2 separate regions of the Oryzias latipes genome follow, and region 1 is linked to region 2. A link is a contact called in public Hi-C data. All regions are on one chromosome and are shown on one strand. The core of a region is the stretch at or near the end of the contact, and the rest is flanking DNA. Distances in the headings are between cores, read along the strand shown. Region 1 holds the start of guf1 (translation factor GUF1, mitochondrial). Region 2 holds the start of cfap100 (cilia- and flagella-associated protein 100).

Region 1 (5,380 bases), core at 1,360-3,859, 130 kb after region 2:
TTTGCTGTTTGTACAAATTGTTTTGAGAAATGCACACACGTATTTGCAAACTTCAATTCTGATCTGAGAATTGTACTAAAGCGACTGAGAAAAACTGTAAAGCCTCCTCTTTTCTTGAAGGAAAGCTAGAAGAAGATAGCATTTATTTGACCAGCACTTCTTTAAAAATAAGGAATTAAATGAGTGACAAAAAATGGTAATTTATTCATTCTTTACAGTAATTTTGCTTCGTCAGAAGAGGATTCAGCACTTTGTTGTTGCTATAAGTGAGTCATTTCCGATTTAATTTGGTTTAAAGGTAAGCAAACGGAAGAAATAAAGAAAAAGATTTGTCCAACAGAAAAAATAAGTACACAACACTACACATAAGGAAGAAAAAAGAATCAGTTCTGTAGAAAAAACAAGCAGTAGTTCAAATACAGGGGAACAAATGAGCCGACATGTTAGCAAACACAAAAAGTGTTATTCATTCCTTTTTCTTTAAAATCAGAAATCTTTGTAACCATGTTATATTTGCTGCTGTATTTACTGTTGTAGATTCTTATTCACCCTATTTTTTTACTTAATTGTTGAATATTTTTTTCTTGTCTTTTTCTGCAATAAGTGTGACAATTTGTGGAGGACAGTGAGACGTGTCTTACCCCCAACAGCTACGTCTGGCGTTGAAACGGGCGCTCATTATCTCCAGCCAGCGTGCAACCATTTATTTTTCTTCTACAAAATTCATGATGTCTGAAGTTGGTTAGTTGACCTATAAAAATTTATGAACATTTTTTTACCATGATTTTTTTGTGTGCAAATAGTCTTTAATCAATGCTGTATATTGTTAGAGAAAAATCCTGTCCAGCCCTGTGTCTGCACTCATATGGTCAAAGATAATAATCATTTTTGTATGAATCAATATGATTTGACTTCTTATTTAACCTTTATTTACTCTGATTTGTTTGCTGAATCAAACGTTGCATGTATTTTCAAGGTATTTATTGATTTTTTCCCTTTTCTCCCCCCTGTATGCTATGACATATAACTCACAATTTTTACAATATCCAAAATGAAACTTAAACATTCCAGATAAAATGATTGTTTAAAAGATGGATGCTTGTTTTGATGCACAGATTTTTTAATAAAACACACAATTTCAGTTCTTAATACAAAACTGTTGTCATAATTTTGGAAATTTGATAAATTTCACTGTGTAAAATTGAAATAAACCGACACTGTGAATTTGGCCTTTTGTAGACATTAAAAAAACTTTATTTAATGTAAACAGTGTTAATTTTTTTAAATCAGAACCAGGAAGGATTTGTAATGTTTTTTTATTTTGTGGTATTTGGTTTAGCATGTTATTGTCAGAAAACTTGTAATTTCTTGGCTTCTTTATACCCTAGAAAAAACGCCAAAATAATGCAAATATTTGGTTCTTTTACTGTTGTGACATCATACACTTTGAGATGTGTCTTTGCAGCTATACACTGTACATAAGAGTGGCGCTTACAGTAAGAGGTGCGTGCAAACACATCCACAGTTCACTGGTAACATCCCAGTAAGCGCACGATACCGTGAATGGAGCAGCTCAGCTCTTCGGCGGAGGAAGATCCTGTCAGCCAAAGCTCCCATGCTGCCATCATTATGAGTGTGTTAGTAAAAACCACAAAAAGCCCTGTGGCTCTGAGCCGTAATGCGAAGCTCGCTGAGGTTTCATTTTCCACTCTGCCTCCTCGGTCCACAGCTGACCCTGATTGTCTGCTCAGAGATCGGGGCCTGGCAGAAATCCCTCTCCAAAGAAAGGAAGTGCATCTCTGGTTGGAGAGCCTGTCATATTTATGATTGAGGGTCACAATTTTTTAGGAAGAATTTTAAAAATCGACTCTTGCAGAAGTCATAAGTGATCAGGCAGTTTGTCAATTTTCCATTTGACAGGATTTATATGCGCACAGCAGATGCCACCCAGAACCACAAAAAGATTTTTTTTTTTTGGTGTACCAGATGGAAAAGTATGAATGAAGAAATGTCTTCAGAAGTGATGCAGCACTCTTTCATATTCACTAAATGAATCCTATTATCTTTTAAGTAAAAGCAGAAACGATTTAAAGCAAGCAGGGTTACTGGACCGGAGCATTGACCTACATTTAAACTACGGACAAATTTAAATAAATAAATAAATAAGAGACACGTGGATGAATGACAGACAGAACTGGGCCTAATAGAGGTTTATTATCTCTGGTTACACAAAGAAAAAAAGCTGTAATCTATTCATGTACAAGAGGCAGCTTCGTTGTCATAGCAACTGATATCCGTTTTTATCCCCCATCCGACAACCTGAGAGGGCGGGACTTGTTATGCTTTTATTAAAGACTGTCGCTTAAAATAAGAAAAGGGCGCTTTTTTGTGCATGTTTTTGAATTGTGCACAGTGATGTGATTGAGCGTCAATTGTTGTAAACACCTTTTCATTTTTCCACAAATGAAAAAGATGCATATCATGAAATAATGACATTTCACGGTGGGACCTTAATATCAAAATCAACGAAGTAGGAAGTTCCGGCGGGATTTCTCTTGTGTCACCTTTCGTCTTTGGTTAGATCTCAACTCCATTTCCCATAAATCTTCTGTGACCTTTCACCTAAAATGTCCGTGAAGAACGCATGCAGTAGAGTTCATACCATTCTGTTTATCCGCTGGTTTTTACTTTTCCATTTTTTATTTATTAATGTATTTATGTACAACGTAAAGCGAATTTACTAATGTAATACTTAAGGTCAACGTCAGTCTGGATCTATGTGCGACGTGTTAGCATACTCGCTGCTTTGCTAGGCTAGCTAGCTAGCTGTAGCTTACTTCTCCCTACAGCTGGAAGGAAACATGTCGGTTTGTATGGTTGCACGCTTGTGTCAGACCTCCTCGATACTTTCACTGTTGAAAATGTGCATGAGAAAAAGTCATAGGTATAACTCGAGCTACACGATGTCCAGACATCGCTGGATTCAAATTATGTCCGGGTTTCCCAGCATCACCTTCAGGAGGAGGACGAGCACACAAGCTGACAAGGTATCAGAGAGACAGGAAGCTCACAGACGCGGGGTGTCAGCTTTTAGTTTCTTCTGTATTCTGTTTCTAAGATTTTTTTTTCAATTGAAGGATAAATTTACAAACATTTCAATCCAAATGTCTTTTTCCGATTATATCAATATAAGCAAATTTATTTAATTATGAAAATATTGTATTTTAATGTTTTCATTCGATTAGATTAACAGCTTGACTCAGATCAATCTGGTTCGACTGTAGCAATATTAATAGATTCCTCAATTAGTTGATAAATTGTTAGACCCCTAACACTTGCTATGTTTTACTCAGGTATATCTAACAAAAGGAAACTTCAAGTGTACTACATTTTGATAAGGGGTAATGGTCATTTAGATGTTAATTCAGCTATTTAGGGATTAAATTGTTCTGTAAAAATGTATCCAAATGTAATCCTTGAAATAAATCCGAGTAATGTATTCAAAATTTTAGCTATTTAAATGTTATACCACTTATTCTATTGAATCTTTTCTTTTCTATAAACCATATTGGTATTCTGGTTCTACCCAACGCTGCCTGGTTATTTCCCCTTTAAATGGTGGCACATTTGTAGGGAGAAAGCATTTGTGGAATCAACAAATGCTGAAAATGTTTTGGTTGTAAAACTTGCCGTACTCGGACAATTGGCTGGACCAATCAGCAGCTGCTTGATGGCCGCTTTGTCACGCTAAGCTGAAACGAATGTCAGCAAAATCAAAGATAGTGAGATGACCCACAACGCATGCGAAAACCTTCTTGGCTGTGGCAGTTTTATCACGCTAAGTCGCGCTCAAAGCAGTCAGAAAAAGAAAGGAATAAAGCGAGATTTGACACAACGCTTGCGAAAACGTGTGTTTTGCTAACGCAAAAAAGGTTTTCAAAAGCAAAAATGAATAAATTTGAAAGCAAAATAAAAAAATAATTGAAAAGCAATTATTTGATATTTTCATTTGCTACTTAGAAAGTTTTGTGTGTAACGTAGTGGCAGAAATATCCCTCCATAACAAAGGGATTCAGCAGGATCAGGAGATGTATGGGTGTCTATGTCAATTATTTATTCTATACCAGAACAGATGTTGAGATAATTCAAGGATTTCGTTGGTCTTCTTCTTTAAAGGACACGGTCGACCTTTCCAAGTTCCCGGCGGACAGAATCAGGAATTTCTGCATCGTTGCTCACATCGATCACGGGAAAAGCACGCTAGCTGACAGGCTGCTGGAAATGACAGGTGCGTTAGCATTGCAGCCAAAGGTCATGCGCACAGATACATGTCTCATTTATCCGCGTCATCGTTGGGTCTTGAGCTAAATAAGTCGGGACTGTTACGCTCACTGGTTGGAAAACAGGCGCCATAGCAAAGACCGGGAAGAACAAGCAGGTTCTGGACAAGCTTCAGGTTGAGCGGGAGAGAGGCATCACCGTGAAAGCTCAGACGGCCTCTCTGTTTTATGACTACGGGGGGGAGCAGTATCTCCTGAACCTCATCGACACGCCAGTAAGCTACATTCATAGCATTTGTTTGTTTGTTTTTTGCCAGACTTCTTATTCGCGCTCATCCTTTCTCCAGGGTCATGTTGACTTCAGTTATGAAGTGTCCCGCTCGCTATCTGCATGTCAAGGGGTCCTGTTGATTGTCGATGCCAATCAGGTACCAAACAGGTATTTTCCTTTTGCACTTATTCTGGAGTTACATGCTGCGTAACGTGACTTTATTGATGTTTTTGTGTTGCTTTGAAGGGCATCCAGGCTCAAACTGTGGCCAATTTCTACTTGGCGTTCGAAGCCCAGCTATCAATCATACCCGTAATTAACAAGGTGGGGTTTAATTGCTTGTTTTTATATTTCACTTTATTAGACAAGTGATGAATACATTTTTTCAGATTGATTTGAAAAATGCTGATCCCAGTCGTGTGGAGTCTCAGATTGAAAAGGTGTTCGATATTCCGTCAGAGGAGTGCATCCGGGTGAGATTCACTCACAATGGTCACTTTTACGTTGATCATTTTCCCAGGTTGATGACAAGGATTTTGTCGTTTCTCGTCAGATTTCCGCTAAGTTGGGAACAAATGTTGAAAAAGTTCTCCAAGCGGTTGTGGAGAGGATTCCAGCGTAAGGATGCTTGCATGTCTGCAGTGATCTATTCTGCTCCTGCTATTTCTAAACTGACGCCTACCCCCTCCTCCTCCTCCTCCTCCTCCTCCAGGCCAGCAGGAAGCGTCCATGAACCTTTTAAAGCCTTAGTGTTCGACTCCAATTTCGACCACTACAGAGGAGTGGTGGCCAACATCGCTGTGCTGGGAGGTCGAGTTAAAAAAGGAGA
Region 2 (5,154 bases), core at 117-2,616:
CTCATTCTTTAGCTTGGCCCTCATTCTTGCAGTGTGGGATGTTTTCTCTCCAATTGGCAGTGCCAGGTATTTACGCATCTCCTGAGCAAAAGAAGCATCAACCGTAAAATCTATCTTTCACTCGCAGTGCAAGCACACACTGGACAGTGTGTTCACTGCGGTTTTTGAACAAATGCGAACCTCCTTCTGCTTTTTTCTGCCATTTGCACTAAATTGGATAATGCTGCTGTCATCTGGTATTTCATATGGGCTTGGTTGTGTTCTCCTCATCCCTGCAAACAGAAAATAAACCTGCAAAAGTCACTTTTTAATGAAATAGTTCAAGATTTTTCACTTCACACCTGTTTTTTGAGATCTGGCAGCACTCTGAATCTCTGACTCCATAAAGTTGTCAGAAGTTAGCTGCATAAAAACAATAAAAACCAAAATTATTACTCAATAATTATGCGTTTATGGTCCTTCGATCTATAACAGTCTACAACATCTATAACACTATGACCTGGTGCTCTCTGAAGAAGCACCAGGTCAACCTTTGATTTGCAACCAAGTTTCAAAAACACAAAAAGTCTGTTTATTTGTAACTATAATGCTAATGCAGTCTTAACACCCAAATTCAGAATCCTGTCAACCTGTTTCAACCTTGTAATCCAAACATTGTGACTTATTATTTAATTTAAAAAAAGAAAGAAGATAAAAAAAGAAAAACACAAATTATTTTTCGTTGTCTAAAATATTAAGACTTTCACCTATTAGTTAGCTTTTAGGATTTAAGTGATCAAAAATATGTTTAATGTACATTTTCTATCAGTAATGATTTAATTAGAACAGGGGACAACTGATTTATGTGAAAATACAAAATTCTAATACACAAACTCTATGATGATATTCAAAGAGCTTCTAGGGTTGGAATTGAAAAAGTACTGTAAACTCATGTCGAAATTAACAAATAAAAGAAGCTAATGGCTTCAATGGGAACATATTTTTCTGATAGTTCAACATATCCCAAATAATTTGGAATAAACATAAAAAACATTTGGTTAAAAATATTTAAGTCCATTTGGAGAAAAGTCATTCAAAATAATTAAATATAATTTAGTCTGTGGTCTCTTTTTAATGTATTCTTTTAGTTTAATTAAAAATACTTGCTAAATTACTTTGTATTCTTTTACCCAATCATAAATAAAAAAAAACAAAAAATTTGGTTATATGTTGAACTAAACTGTTTTTTTCCGGTCTCTTCATTTTAAGTTTACAATGTGATTTTGAAAATAAACAGCTCTTACTGTATAGTTCCTTATAGATCCAACAAAAGCAAGGAGAGCAAGTGTCCAATTCTGGGTGTTTTTGGCTCAGCTTGTGTACCGTTGTCTTGGTAACCTGCTGCCTTCAATTATCCTGGGAATTTTTTCCTTCACATAAAAGCACAGGGACTGTGCTTAACCACCACTAGATGGCACACAAAGATCAGAAAATGGATTTTCATGCAATCCCCCCTTTGCAAACTCAGTGTGTTAGCAAAAAGCATTTACAGAAGATTAAAATAGATGTCACACAAAGCATCGTTTTATTCAGGATCTATGTCATGTGATCAAGTTATCTGATCGCCAGGACATCTTGCCTTTTTTTCCTTTCTGCACCACTGAATATTCTTAGAACCCAATACTGTACATTTAGACACCAACGCATTTGCGCCTGACCCTGCACATCTTAGCTCCAGAGAGCAGCCCACACACTACACTTGCTTGCAGGAAATCCCACTGTCAGATTGTCAGGTTGAAGTAATGCTAACACGTGGGGGAGTGTTGGCTCAAACAGCAGTAAAAGGGCATGCAGTGTTAAAAAAAGAGGAATCTTGATGTCTTTTTTTAAAATTCAGCTTTTGAAAGAAAATGCATCACAAACTGAGTAAGATGTGAAAACTGGTGTGTTTTTTTTTTAATAGTAAACAAACTGTCAAAAACATTTTAAAGGCTTTTTTCCCCCCTGATTTTTGCTTTCGTCTTGGAAACAACGAATAATCATGCTAATGATCATGCTTGTACCACTACATCCTGTTTTTTCCCCCCATGTCCATTTTGGTGAATATTTGATATTGAAATTTACAGCCTTATGGGATTTTCAAAGTCAACAAACGTCCTACATAATTTCAGCAACCTGCTGTAGTTTGAGTCTTCTTCATCCCACGGGTCTGCCAGTGGCTGAGGTGGGAAAAACTGTGCTGACCTGCTGTCAGGAATCAGGAATGAGAGCAGAGTTGGAGCTGCCATGCTTTCAGGTTGTTGTACAGGCAGACGGTTTTGGGGTCCAGATTTGACAGCAGCAACTCAGGCGGCATTTTATAAACCAGAACTGTCAAGTTTTGTCGACTCTTCTTCCTCTTCCACATACCCATAGAGTGATGCTCCTGTCACACCAAACAGAGACAGAATCATACTTTATTAACCTCAGATGCACTCAGCACATTGCTTCAAAATAATTGTATCAAACCAAACTGAGAGGCCTTTTTCAGCATTCTTCAAGAACGATACTTAGCTTTTTCCATCCATTCATTTATCTGTCATATTAAATATACATGATAAATTGTCTGCTGAAGTGATATTTCACAGGTTTGGTTCTAGTAGTGTCATTTCCCAGGGTTCTTCTACACTCATGGACCATTGTTCTGCTGGTTTTCTCAAATCTTGGTCTTACCTCTGATTTCTCAAATCAGGTGTGCATTGCCAATAAGAAGTTGTTCTTGTCACAAGAACAGGCAGACAGCATGATCCAAATGCAGCAGGTTTATTTAACTCAGCTAAAAGTCCACAAAGCTAAACTAGGGTCAGGCAGGTCTGAGTCACTAACAGGCATGGATGCATCAGAGGAGAGACGAAAAGGTCAAAATCCAGGCGAGGGTCAGGGCAGGCGGCAGGCAAACGGAGTCAGGATCATGAGACAGAAGGACAGGTCCAGCTATCATGCTCAGTAATGAAGGCAGAACAGCAGAAACAAGACTTCGCATTGAGCTCAGCTCATTACAGTGCTTAAGCTGTGGTTGACTGAGTGAATGACAGTCAGATGTTCGGCATCCAGGAAGTGTGGCTAGAACTCTGGAGATGGTTCCTGTCGGTGACCAGAGGGGGAGAGTTCTGACTTCTGACAGTTCTATTGTGTTAGTAATTATTGTTTTGTGAATAAAAGCCACAGACTTTTATCTCCACTCCAACTCATGATTAATATGTTGTTTTTTTTTAATAGCAGAGCTACGAGTGATCTGAATGCCTTTTTGTTAATAATACTTTAAAATCTGCAAAAAGAGGAAATTGTTGGATGAATATAGCAGATCTTTATTTGACCTTTAATTTGTAAAACTTCAGACTAACCCAGGGGTCGGGAACCTTTTTGGCCAAGAGAGCCATAAACGCCACATATTTTTAATTGTAATTTTGAAAGAGCCATACAATAATGTGGTGTCTCTTTCCCACACTGAGGCACGGAGACTTAACCTCTTTTAAGGTTCTTTATTCTGGTTACTGCTGACCGCAACAAACGCCGTAAAATTAATTCAGCAACTCCTGAATCTCTCCCGCTGAGACGAGAGCGCGTCTCCCAACTTTATATTCCCTCACTGCCGCGTCAGCCCTCCCATTTCCCTTATTCGGCCCATAGCTGAACTCCATTGGTCCAAACTACCTAACAACAGAATGAGCGACAGAACTGAGGGCCAATCAGATCTCTGCTTGATGCGTTCATTGAACTCCAGAACTTATAACGCGGCCCAACAGCCACCCAGCCCAACTCAGTCCGCGACAATATTGTGGCGTTTCAATGAATGCAGACGCTGGTTTCACCATAAACTCCTCATTTATTCCGAACACTCGGTTACTGTCGGCCGTAACCACGCCGTACAAAAACAGGGTCAGCCTCCCCAACTAAAAACGAGCTTCCCTCCTAGTCTCGCGGCTCTTCCTCCCCTCTCCCGCCACGCCCACTGTTCTCCATAATCAACAGAGCAATTTAGCATCTAATAAAACATTAACGAATGAACAGAACACGGGGATGCTACACTGTCTCCCCCTTACAAAGTCCCTCGTCCCGAGGGGCCGCAGAAAAAGTCCTCGAGGTGGCCTGGAGGCTTTCTCTGTCTCTGAGGCCTCCTTGGAGTGAGAGTTTGGGGTTGTGCTCGTGTTTCTGGAACCTCCAGCTGAGGAGCAGGGGTAGAGTCCAGGGAAGGGGCAGAAAGAGAAGGTTGTAGAAGGGGGCAAGAATGTACGTCGGATGGGGGTGTCACATTTCTTGGAGGATGTTTTGGGGGTCCAGAAAACTGCTGAGGTTGAGCATCACCTCTATAAGGGGCAAGCCGGTCCAGGTGGAGAACCACCCGTCTTCCCCTAGGTGGGAGTCGGACCCTATATACTACCTCACCCAGCACCTCCAACACTTCACAAGGCCCAACCCAGTGGCAGTCAAGTTTGGGGCACCTACCCTTCCTCCGTTTAGGACTGTACACCCACACTAGGTCCCCAGCTTTAAAGTCTCTTCCTCTGGCCCTCATGTCATAGTTCCGTTTCTGTCGTACACCCGCTTTCTGTAGCTGATCACGAGCAAATGCATGGGCAGAGTCCATCCGGTCCTGGAGTCTCCTGGCATATTCCGGTCCTGGTGGAACTGCTGGTGTGTCTGGGGTTTTACCAAAAGCCATCTCGGCTGGTGTCCGTAGCTCTCGTCCCAACATCAGCAGAGCAGGAGTGCACAATGTAGAATCCTGCACAGCAGACCTGTAGGCCAAAAGAACAAGGGGTAAATGGCAGTCCCAATCCCGTTGGTGTTCGGCTGTGAGGATGGCAAGTTGTTTTGCCAACGTTTTGTTGAACCGTTCGACCAATCCATCGCTCTGGGGATGCAAAGGTGTGGTCCGTGTCTTTTGTATGCCCAGCTGCTTACACATAGCACCAAATACTGCAGACTCAAAATTTCTGCCTTGATCGCTGTGGATGATCTCCGGTGTTCCAAATCTGGCAAACATCCCAGCCACCAAAGCATCTGCTACAGTCTCTGCTTCCTGGTCTGGTATGGCATATGCCTCGGGCCATTTTGTAAAATAGTCCATGGCTACGAGAACGTAGCGGTTGCCGTGGTCTGTGCGGGGAAAGGGGCCCATAATGTCCACAGCTA

The links. A called contact is a pair of places that touch in the nucleus more often than the background predicts.
Region 1: a contact with region 2 is called in a Hi-C map of fibroblasts, with 2.6 times the contacts expected there. The contact joins the promoter of guf1 here to the promoter of cfap100 in region 2. A contact is called at or near these places in 2 of 5 Hi-C or Micro-C datasets (embryo and fibroblasts).

Annotation. Positions count from the first base shown.
Region 1 is chr10:25,898,455-25,903,834 of ASM223467v1, forward strand. It overlaps guf1 (translation factor GUF1, mitochondrial), which reads left to right and starts at 2,610. Exons shown (of 16, transcript XM_020706773.2): 1 at 2,610-3,047; 2 at 4,177-4,555; 3 at 4,628-4,719; 4 at 4,798-4,875; 5 at 4,941-5,024; 6 at 5,105-5,169; 7 at 5,264-5,380. The coding sequence starts at 4,672.
Region 2 is chr10:25,769,864-25,775,017 of ASM223467v1, forward strand. It overlaps cfap100 (cilia- and flagella-associated protein 100), which reads right to left and starts at 1,367. Exons shown (of 15, transcript XM_020706768.2): 1 at 1,284-1,367; 2 at 342-402; 3 at 181-272; 4 at 1-81. The coding sequence starts at 384.